3 separate regions of the Mus musculus genome follow, and all the other regions are linked to region 3. A link is a contact called in public Hi-C and HiChIP or PLAC-seq data. All regions are on one chromosome and are shown on one strand. The core of a region is the stretch at or near the end of the contact, and the rest is flanking DNA. Distances in the headings are between cores, read along the strand shown. Region 1 overlaps Bmp2k (BMP2 inducible kinase). Region 2 holds the start of Paqr3 (progestin and adipoQ receptor family member III). Region 3 overlaps Gm33370 (predicted gene, 33370).

Region 1 (3,622 bases), core at 94-2,593, 140 kb before region 3:
GTCTTTACTGAGGGGGCAGGGATCTCCACCTGGGTGCTCATGCCTGCACAGCGAGCACGTTACTGACCGAGCCATGTAGCCAGGCTTTCCTTAAAGCACTGGGCTCTGTGCTTTACGATGGTCAATTAAATTTATTTATACTCCAAGGCAAACAAACCTTATCGAAAGGTCAGAATTGCAAAGGCTAATTACCTTTGGGTTTGTGGTTGCTGAACTCCCCAGGAGCAGGGACTTTGACAGGCGTTGCTGAACTCTGAATGGTCAGCACACTGGAAGTGGCAGCAGTGGAATTGGCCTTTGGTCTTTGTCTTGGTGCAATTGAGGTTTCTGTTGGTCCAATGGTATCTGTTATTCTATAATAGAAAAATATAATTCATTCCAAATAATGAAATTATCTCTAAATTACTATTCATTCTACAAAATACAGACACAGTTGATTATTACAGATGACCACATCAGTCATCTGGTTTCCTTCTAAGTATCCACCTCAGAATATCAGCTCAATAAAGCTAATAAAGAAAACAATACAGGCAGCCATAGCTGTTGAAACGTCAGCCTGCCAAGCTGGAAGTACAGGAGACTTAAGGGACAGCATTACGACTGAGAGTGCACAGAGAGCAATGTTCTCACAGGGTTTTGTACAAAACCCAGATCCAGTTCTTTAAAAAGACACAAGAAATAATCCCCCTCACTTGGACTCAAGAGAAAGAAAATGCTGTCTGTCTCCTAGAGCAGGTAAAACCAGAGAAGCCAGTGCTTGCCAAGTCAGGCTGCCTGCTCACCCAACCTTTGTTGTCCTAGAACACTGAATGGCAATCAGGAGAAATGTCTGACTGGGACTCCGCATAAGCCCCAAATGCACACAGCAGAACAGCAAGCACAATTTTGAAAACAAGGATTAGCAGACATAAGTGACATTTCAAAACAACAATAAAAATAGGTAAATTTATTTTTAGCATTCATACATGCACACAATGTATCTGAAACAAATCCAATCCCCAAATCTCTCCCCTCCAACTTCCTCCTTATTTCCCTCAAAACTTGCCCCTCACAACTTCATGAGATCTTTTGTTTGTTTGTTTGTTTTTGATACCCACTCAGTCCATTTAGTACTGCCAGTATGTGCATGAGTGTGGGACCAATATAATCTGAAAATTACATATTTTTTCAACTTTGCTTTCTATACTTATAAACTCTATAAAACATTAATAAATCTCTCCTATATTTTTAGTGACTTCACTTAATATGATTTCAAATGATTTAACAACTAACACTGTATATGCCTGATTTATCATGCCCACAGTTCCTGCAGCACACACTACCCCTCTTTCATAATACCTCTATGTACCACTAGAGGGAGCCCCCCAACACTTATCTTTCTAAAAGGAAAGTAACAAAAAACTGCATGACAACATTTCAGAAAATTCCGGTTGGTACCTTAAAGGAATTCAGTAGGTGATAAAAAGAAAGACAGGAAGTAATATAGAAGGGGGTTGTTTGGGAAGAGGAAGTGAAGGGGGGCAGTGGGAGGAGACAAGAATGGTAAGGGAAGCACACATGATCAAAAGCTATTATGGTGCATGAAGTTATTAAAAAAAAAAACTTTGGAAGGCAATTTTTTTTCCAGAAAATTGTATAAGCATATTGTAGGTATGAGGTCTCCTAATAATAACAGGGGAGATGACCAGATGACCAGAGTGGTATGGTACAAGCTGTCTAAAAATGTAATGAAGTCGGCAAGATCATTTACATAATAGCCAATCATAGTTCATTTTAATAATCAAGTTGCCTGCAAAAGCTTACTAATGGAGTAAATTACTGAAAAATAAGATTTCAAACTTGATTCTTTACCAAGCACACATACACACATAAATTCTACAAACTACATACACTAATGGCCTGTGACAATTATTTTTTCCTTCCTTAAATAGAAGTAATAGGCTTAATAGCTATTAACTCGCCTCTGCAGTTCCCTGAATTCAGACTAGCCAGAGTCAAAAATGACGACAGCCACATGTCCACAGAGACGGCCCCCTGCAACATCAACAGTCCTACAGTCCGGGTCGGTCCTCAGGCCCTCCCTGGTGAGCGGGCGCTCACAGGAGCCTGCTGTCAGGCCCTCTAGTGTACCTTTGAGCTTTTGTTTTTCCTCACCTACCATCTAAGCTCTAGCACCACAGACTGAACAACTCGGCATACTGGGTAAGTGGAGACAGTGTTTATGGAATGGAAACTACAGCCTTTCCTCTGACAAGATGCCCATCGGCCACAGCGCATCCCTGCCTACCTGGCTTTCATCTGGCTTTTCCTAGCAGCAGCTTCAGTAGCAGTCATCGGCTCGGGAAGAGTTGATGGAAGAAAAGAATTCTTGGAAGAAGAAAAAAAAAAGAACATGTTATGATCTTATGCTATAGATAGACTATTAAACTTTTAAAGCACTGCGTGAAATACTAGTATTCAGACATATTCCTCAGATTTACTCTGTAAATATCCCTTTACAGACATGTCATCTTCATATTGATGCCCACAGAAATCATTAGAAGATGATCACAGAATCACTGTATACACTATTCTTTTGGGTAAACCTTGAATTAAAAAAAATGATAACACATTTATAAATCAATGATATTTTGTACTTCAGAAACTAAGAAAACAACCAGGACAACAATCATGTTTCTAAGTACTACTCATAACTGTCATGAGGCTGTAAAGCCTGGAGGACAGTTCATCTTAAAGCCGTGTCTGTGTCAGTCTGGGTCACCATAAGCAGGAGCTGAACTGAAAGCTGAAGGCAGGTACACCTCAGGCAAAGGGACTCTCCCCACTGAGAGGTCAGAGCATCACACAGTCTAAGTAGGAGAGTGAGGTTACACCTGAAGGAACCAGGGCAAGTCAGACCAGAATGTCTACGGAATCAATGATAAGCTAGAAACCTTCGTTAACAGTAGCAGAAACGTGGCATGAGTAGTTCACGGCACTGTGCAGGAAGTGACTGCAAGTCAGAGCCTTACAGTCTGTGACTTTAAGGCCAGCCTAGTCTACAGAGTGAGTTCCAGGACAGCCAAGGCTATGGAGAGAGACTCTGTCTCAAAAAAACAAAAACAAAACAAACAAACAAACAAAAAACAACAAAACCCCCCCTAAATTTAAAAAATAGGAGGGGGAGAAGAAAGCAGGCAGGCAGGCAAGGAAGGAAGGAAGCATGCAAAAAGAGAGAGAAAAATCAAAATCTTTGAGTAAAATCAGTCATCCCCAAATGAGTGTCTTACTTGGCCTAGCCTCGGCTACTGGACTACACATTAATCATTATAATTGCTACCATAATTTTACAGCAGGAGAACAAGAGGCCACCATAAAGATATAAACTCAGCTACTGATAAGTGTAACTGAAGTCAGGTCTCTCCCTTTACAATGCCTCTGCTATTTACACTTCAAAGCCCCCCCTTTTTTTTAATTTAACACTGGACTTAGTATCTGCATACTATTTGACCACACCTTTTGTTTTTTTGGTTTTGTTTTTTGTTTTTTTTTAAGATTTATTTATTTATTATATGTAAGTACACTGTAGCCGTCCTCAGACACTCCAGAAGAGGGCATCAGATTTTGTTACGGAAGGTTGTGA
Region 2 (3,644 bases), core at 125-2,624, 190 kb before region 3:
AAAAAAAGTTTTGTCCCACATTGCTGGACTTTTTTATCTGTTGATCTTTTGCTTGTATTATGGTTTCTGATTTTGTGTTTTTTATAGAGTTGTCTGTATTTGTGTGCTTCTATGTGTACATATCTCTGTACATTTGTGTTTATTGTGCTTTTCCTTTGTTTTATTTGTTTCATAGTTTTATTTTTAAACTACCTGTCTGTTTTCTAGAGAGAGGAAAAGGGCATGGAATTTCAATGGCGAGAAGGTAGGAGTGATTTGGAAGAAGATGGGGGAAAGAAAGCAGTGATCAGGATATATTATATGGAAAAACATTAAGTTTTATAAAGTATCATTGTATTCTATAAAAGAAAGAAATCTGAGTTAGACAGTTTGAACTAAAACAAAACGATTGGTGATATCCAGAATGAGTCTCTTTCCCGACTGATAAACTGTCCAACAATAAAATATTTATGGTCTTTTAATATATATATTTACATTTTCATGGTCTTCCCCTGAACTCAAAGATAATTACCAGATGACTCTCACTCAGTAGTGACTCACCTTGAAGACATGATCACATTTCTTACCTCTTATAAACGTACTTTAAAGATAAGTTTCAAGTTTAACCTTGCCATCATAAAATAATTCCTCAGTTCACACAGCTGTATCAGTGTATATAGGTAGATATTTATATGAATTACTATGATATGTGTCTTGTCCTAAATACGACCTTAACTTGTTAATAAATATAATATATAAAAAATCCTAATGTACCTAGTAGTCAAAAACAAACAAAACAAAACAAAAACAAAAAATCCACACCAAGGTCCCTTCTGTGTGTATCTCATCAACAATACACCATCCAGCTGTAAGTTAGCTTGAATTATTTACCTTTCTGTTACTCTCTTCTTGTTATTCAAAATACAGTAAATATCACTTCTAATGGAAAACAGAAAAAAAAGAATCACTTGGATTTGGTCGTACTTGGATTTGGATTTTTCACCTGAAGCTGAAGGGAGATGGGCGGACCTGATTGGAGTTAGGGGTGGGCCAGATAGGGGCGGGGCTAGGGGCGGGCAGAGCAGAAGGGCGGGGCTAGGGGCGGGCCGGATGGGGGCGGGACTAGGGGCGGCCCGGGTAGAAGGGCGGGACTAGCGGTGGACCGGCTAAGAGGGTTTGGCTAGGGGCGGGACACCCAGTAGGGCGGGGCCAGAGGTTGACTGGCTGGCGAAGGAGGAACTAGGGGGCTCTCCAGCCAGGTAAAGGACGGGGCGGCAGGCGGGTCCTGCTGGTAAAGCCCGAAGGAAGGGCGGGCCGCCAAGGCGAGGGGCGTGGAGAGGGCGGGGCTTTTCGGCGCGCTGACGTCAGACCAGGCTGCGACGCCGGCGGCCGTCCAGAGCTGAAGCGGCGGAGGTGTGTGTAGCGGAGCCGGGCCTGAGCAGACGCGGGCCGAAGCTCCTGGCTCAGCGGCGGCGGCTCCGGGGCGGGGGCGCCAGCGGCAAAGCCCCCTCCCCGGGGAGGCGGGGCCGGGCCGGCGCCTGGGAACCATGCATCAGAAGCTGCTGAAGAGTGCGCACTACATCGAGCTGGGCAGCTACCAATACTGGCCGGTCCTGGTACCCCGCGGCATCCGCCTCTACACCTATGAACAGATCCCGGTATCCCTCAAAGACAACCCCTACATCACCGACGGCTACCGGGCCTACCTTCCTTCCAGACTGTGTATCAAAAGGTACAGTGGCTGCTCCCTGCGGCGCATCCTCTCCTCTCACGCTTTTTGTCTGCTCTCCCCATCTTTCTCCGCTATTCTCTGTGCGCATCAATTCCTCACCTTTGGGCCCTTTATCTTTTTTCTGCTCTCTCTCCTCCGCGGGCCCTTGATCCACGAAATAACAATGATATTTACAGTGGTCATCGTTCCCTTCTCCATTGGCCCTTTGCTGTTTACAAAGCGCTTTTACATCCTTTTTTCCATTTGGTAATCACTGGGGATATGGGTTGGAATCTTCCCTACTGACAAAGGCCGAACCTTATTTGCTTTGTATACCTGAGCTGTGTTTCTAGGGCAGCTCTGTGGGGATTCAGAAGTGTTGGCCAGCTGAATGTCCATTCAATAGCAGACAGGTCCACATTGTTGTGCATATGTATGTGGGAAGCCCTGATTCATTCAATCATCTACCAAATGCGCATTGAGGCTCTGCTAGCTAATAGGCACTATACCAGTTGCAGAAGGCAGGCATGGTCCTCGTTCCCATGAAGCTGCTGAGGTCTAGCCTGAGTGGCAGACACTAAAGGGATAATTACACTATTACATAATAGTAATTGTGGAAAGTGCTGTGTAGGAGAAACCCTGTAGCAAAGAACTCTGAAAGGGGACAGCCAGACCAACAGAACACCTTAGAAGCCTCCAAACAACATGGGTTTGTTGATTTAGAGCTTTAAAATGAGAGTCTCAGAAGCTTCTGTTTAAAAAGAAAATTTTAAAAATGGCTTTGGTTTTCAGGGTAGTCTTCTGTCAGACCTCACTGTATGTACTAAAGTTTTTGCTCTATCAGAAGCATGGTGCAGCCCTCCAGGTCACTGGAGTGGCCATCTCTGCTTCCCACAGTGTGGGCTGTTGAATTGCCCAACTAGCAGCCACGTGTGCGTTTATTGATCTCTCCAGCACAGTCTTTCCCCATCCCATTTCTTTTTGTACTGCCTTGAAAGGATTTTTGTGGCCTTGTTTGAATGGATGACCAAGTGGATGTCACAATTTGAGTTTTAATTACTGCTTTATCTCCCCAGTGCTTCTGGTACATAATTAAGAAATCAGAGCTAGGCCCTGCTGTGGGGATGGAGGAGACAGGCCAGAAGTGGACTGCTGTGAATATTGTACCCACCCAGCAGTGCTCCTCTGCATTCTGATGTCTTGAGTCCAAATCTGAAGGAGTTGAAACCAGGACTTATAAAACGTTAGATCTTGAGTTGTTGAGTCAGATGCAAGTTCACAAACATGCCTCTTAACTGCTTCAGAAATTTGAGCAAGAGTTAACCTGTTGATTTTGAAGATAAACAAAATTTACGAGTGCCCAGCTTTTCTGACAGTACTACTTTGTCTTTTGTGGGGATAGTCTTCCTACAATGTTGATCTTATCCAAGTTGGACCTTTAGCCTCTCTTCTTCTAACTTTCAAGAGTCTCACAGACAGATTTTACACGTGAAGAGAGGTTTTATATGTCCATCCATTCTACCTGCCTCTGTTCCTGGGAAGGAACATGGATAGAGTATGTTTAGTTAATCAGGTTATACTGGGTTCCATCCAATGAGTGCTGAGGCAACAGGCAGAATGTAGCGCTGCTTGCCAAAACAGCCCTGTAATTAGATGCTTCTAGAGCATTCTGTTAGTTCCTCCCCCAATTGCAGAGAGCCTTTATGTTGATGGTAGGCATGATAAAGTCTGCGTCTCCAGATACACAATATTCTTTATTCTTGATTATGGAGACTTCACCATGTTTTGCCCTCATACAGATAAGGCCGTGAGACCCGAAGGGACTGCTGCACACAGCTAGTTGTACATTCGTGTTCTTCACAACTTCTGATTCAGGGCTTGGGCGTGGGGGGATTGTTCAGTGCTTAAGAGCTTTGGCTGCCCTCCCAGAGGACTTGCCTTCAATTTCCAGCAC
Region 3 (3,664 bases), core at 190-2,689:
ATTCTAATGGTGGTTTGACATCAAAACTTTTCATCATTAACACAGTTCCATCTTCAGAGACTTTAGTCATTTTCCTAATTACAGGAGAATGTCTCCAGAAGTATTTAGAACACAGCAAAAGAAAAAGAAAGTCAATTAACACAGGCTTCTATTTTATATATACTTTAGCAACAAAAGAAATTTCAATTTATGCCTAAAAATAACATACCACACTCCCTTCTGGAGAGGCAACAGTAGTGAGTGGACTCTATTGCAAGAGCCAATGTCAGAGAGGAGCCTGTCACCACACAGGGTTTTGGTTCCTTCTCTATCCCCTCCCCCACTTAGAAGTCACCCTTCAGCATTATGCCCATGTGTACTTGCCAACTTTCTGCATCATGACACAAAGACATTGCTGGTTAGGATCATTGTGGCCGGGAGAAAGGCAGGCGTGAAGCCAGCTGGGCTTCCACGAAATGCACACTGTTTGCGGAATGGCCACTCTGTTTTGAAAGCTCCCTTTATGAAAGGCTAGCATAAAGTCAACAGCCCACGGTCACTCAAATCTGTGCTTTGGTTTCATTGCCTCAGCCCACCACTTCCCTACCCAGGAGAACTATAGTTAAGTTGTGTTTTTAAATATGTCCCCAGGGGAGTGTTGAGTAAGATGAAAAACATGCCGGGTCAACGATAAATCATTTCGGGAAAAGGGGGCACTTCAGGAAAATTAAACAAAGCAGAGAAAAGCCTTAGCTTGCAGTTTGTTGTTACAGAATTTGAGTGACGCTTCTCCACGCTCAGACCAATACTAAACAGGAAGCTCTGAACAGGAAGAAGAAAAAAAAATCCTCCAGCCCAGAGTACAGACAAGAACAGACAATGGTACAATCATTGTCCTTTTAAACAAAACCATGGTGTCTAGTTCTTTAACCCTTTCTACTTAACCTGATGATTGGGAGAAGAATGTCTACAATGACAACCGGGTAACTCTAAAAACCCTACAAGGCTGGAATACAACGTTTCAAAAGTATTAAAAAACTCAGCTACTTCCCCAAATAGCTCCCATCCTTTGTGCCCTGGCGACAATGTGCAGGTAAATTGCTCTCCCTGGAATCTTTGCAGACGAGAAGGTATACAGGAAAACAATGTGCACAGCTCCTTCAGCCAACATTTAGAAATACATTCTGAGGGGACCCTCGTGGTTTTAGATTGGTGAATTGTATTGTGGCCTTTCTATTTTTATTTGGTGCACAATCCTAACACTCAGTTGTCTACTAATTGCGACTGTCATATCGTCCCACAACAGTGTCAGCCCAAATTCATTAGCTGAGCTCATCTCTGGCTGCCTCCATAGCAACTAGCTGAGGATGTTAAGGGATTTCCCCAGGAGCCCGGGCTGAACAAAAACACGTTGTCGTTTCTTTCATTTTTAGCTCTTGTCTACCCCAAGAGGAACTGGATAGAATTGAGAAAATATTTTTCATCTTGAAACACAACTAACCAACCAGGTCAAAGGCCAGGTCTGGTTCTTAGATGCCCTACTGACATCATCTTCCGTTGAAGGCTGAATACCTTACCTATCATTTGCCTCAAATAAATGACTCTGTTCTCTCAACTTATGTTTCATACTTCCTAAAATTGACATTGCTAGGATGAATATGTTCCTTTTTAAAAAAGATATTTTTTAATTCTTTCAGAATTTTATACGATGTGTTTTTGTTGTATTGACCCTTCCCAGCTTCTATATCCACTCTCTCTACTCTAACCTTCTGTGATGGTTTGTATGTGCTTGGCCCAGGGAGTGGCACAATTAGAAGGTGTGGCCTTGTTGGAGTGGGCGTGGCAATGTAGGTGTGGGCTTTAAGACCCTCATCCTAGCTGTATGGAAACCAGTCTTCTAATGGCCTTCAGATGAAGATGTAGAACTCTCAGCTACTTCTGCACCATGCCTGGATGCTGCCATGTTCCTGCCTTGATGATAATAGACTGAACCACTAGACCTGTAAGCCAGCCCCAATTAGATGTTGTCCTTATAAGAGTTGCCTTGGTCATGACATCTGTTCACAGCAGTAAAACCCTAACTAAGACACCTCCCTACCTATGTAACTTTTGAACCCATTCCTCAACCACACTGAGTCAACTGCTCTTGGGAGAGAGGCCTGCCCTGGAATTTGGTCCACCTACCTGAAGTGATGTGATTAAAGAGAGTTCACTCTCCCTCTCCTTGAAGCTCATAGCTCTTCAGCTAGTGGCAGATTTCCTCCTGACAACCTACCCACCTTCATGCTGGGATTGGATTGTGTTTGGCTGGAGGTTGCACGGGTCTTGTGCACATTGTCACAGCCCGTCTGAACTCATGTGTGCACCTGCCCTGTCATTTATGGAAAACAGTGTTTCCTGAAGTCATGTTCTACCTCTGGCTCTCAGTCCTTCAACTCCATCATTAGTCTACTTCCCTGAGCCATGGTGGGAGGGGATGATATAGATTTCCCATTTAGGGCTGATCACTCCACACAGTCTCTCACTCTTTTCCCATTGACCACTTCTGGGTCTCTATCAATCATTGTCTGACTATAGGAAGCTTCTCTGGCGGGAGTTGAGAGGTGCTCCAATCTGTAGGCACGGCAGCAAGTCATGGGGAATGTTTTGAATACTCAGTTATTCAGTCCACTTGACAGAATAATAATCATAGGTTCTCTCCTAGGGCCCATAATCTACCTAGTCATAGCTTCTTGGCCCTGTTACTAGTGCCAGGAATGAGTTCCATCTCACTGGGGGGGGGGGGATGGAGGGGGGCTGTCTTAGATCCAATCAGAAACTGATTGGTTGTGAATACATTTTTTTAGATCACATAAGGAATTTTTTAGATCACATAAGGAATTAGAACACATAAGGAATCACATAATACATTTTTTAGATCACATAAGGAAGGTAAGCACGGATGTATGATTATACCACATATTTAACACTCTCATTAATATAAAAATTTATTAAGAATAGTTAAAAAAGTTAATGTCCCCTTAGGGCATTAACTAGTACCATAAGGGAAGCTGAGGGCAGTGACTTTCATCACCTGTTGTGAGTCCTTCCAGCTCTTGGTGGCTATGACTTCATGAATATACAGGTTCCAGTTGGTTGCTCATCATGATGGTTGAGGAGATCAGTTTGCATTACCAGAGTGCATAGAGCAAGCAGGATTCTTCCCAACTTCATAACAGACCTGCACAAGCAACTCTAAAAGACCAAGTTCTTGATTCTTGGTAACCTAACACTATCCGACAACTGTTTCCAGATAAGGAGATCCCACAACAGTATATGGTATGGTTTATTTAGCGTGTTTAGAGGGAAGTCATTATCTTCACTCTGTGTTGGAATGGAACCTATTATTCCTGTCATCTGTCACCTGTCTGTGTGTTTAATTATGCATGTGCTCGACTTTGTAGAGGATGACAACAGTGGTACTTTTCCTTGTGTTAGACAGAAGTCAAGTATTAGAGGAGAAAACCATGAAGCTCCTTCTTAGAAATACTATAGACCACAACACAACAGAGAGACCAAAGGAGTTTCCTGCTGTTCATCTTAAGCATGGTGGTTAGGCGCTGCCTCTTTTTAGACTCTTGTCTAACTGGATCCAATCCAAGAGATGTCCTATTTGCTGCAACAAGAGAAAGTGGGTGTCCTTACT

Evidence for each region. Hi-C and Micro-C count contacts between places; a contact is called where the count stands out from the background. HiChIP or PLAC-seq counts read pairs in DNA pulled down with a chosen protein or histone mark.
Region 1: an H3K27ac HiChIP or PLAC-seq map of regulatory T cells shows a contact between it and region 3, with 6 times the contacts expected there. The contact joins two enhancer-like sites. A contact is called at or near these places in 4 of 15 datasets of contacts at CTCF or cohesin (CD8 T cells, the NIH/3T3 cell line, large pre-B cells and 1 more), 53 of 484 Hi-C or Micro-C datasets (the AtT-20 cell line, B cells, the BV-2 cell line and 33 more), 22 of 115 datasets of contacts at active chromatin or transcription factors (the 230-238 cell line, CD8 T cells, the HPC-7 cell line and 16 more) and 1 of 9 other capture datasets (bone marrow-derived macrophages).
Region 2: a Hi-C map of Th1 cells shows a contact between it and region 3, with 2.3 times the contacts expected there. The contact joins the promoter of Paqr3 here to the enhancer-like site in region 3. A contact is called at or near these places in 2 of 39 promoter capture datasets (the C10 cell line and pre-B cells), 8 of 484 Hi-C or Micro-C datasets (CD4 T cells, CD8 T cells, Th1 cells and 4 more), 7 of 115 datasets of contacts at active chromatin or transcription factors (the 230-238 cell line, the HPC-7 cell line, effector CD8 T cells and 4 more) and 2 of 9 other capture datasets (adipose tissue and liver).

The regions. Positions count from the first base shown.
Region 1 is chr5:97,053,597-97,057,218 of GRCm38.p6, reverse strand. It overlaps Bmp2k (BMP2 inducible kinase), which reads right to left. Exons shown (of 16, transcript NM_080708.1): 9 at 2,288-2,367; 10 at 193-353. Among named protein-coding and RNA genes, the nearest start is that of Paqr3, 56 kb to the left of the region's middle. Within about 2 kb of position 1,343, at least 13 of the 459 cell types and tissues checked have an H3K27ac peak or open chromatin away from gene starts, as enhancers often do. A contact at or near this core is called in CD8 T cells, Th1 cells, Th17 cells and 5 more, where this site is marked.
Region 2 is chr5:97,109,326-97,112,969 of GRCm38.p6, reverse strand. Paqr3 (progestin and adipoQ receptor family member III) reads left to right here and starts at 1,374. Exons shown (of 7, transcript NM_001359910.1): 1 at 1,374-1,711. The coding sequence starts at 1,527.
Region 3 is chr5:96,914,811-96,918,474 of GRCm38.p6, reverse strand. All of the region lies in intron 1 of Gm33370 (predicted gene, 33370), which reads left to right. Among named protein-coding and RNA genes, the nearest start is that of Gm8013, 4.6 kb to the left of the region's middle. Within about 2 kb of position 1,439, at least 116 of the 459 cell types and tissues checked have an H3K27ac peak or open chromatin away from gene starts, as enhancers often do. A contact at or near this core is called in the 230-238 cell line, CD8 T cells, Th1 cells and 13 more, where this site is marked.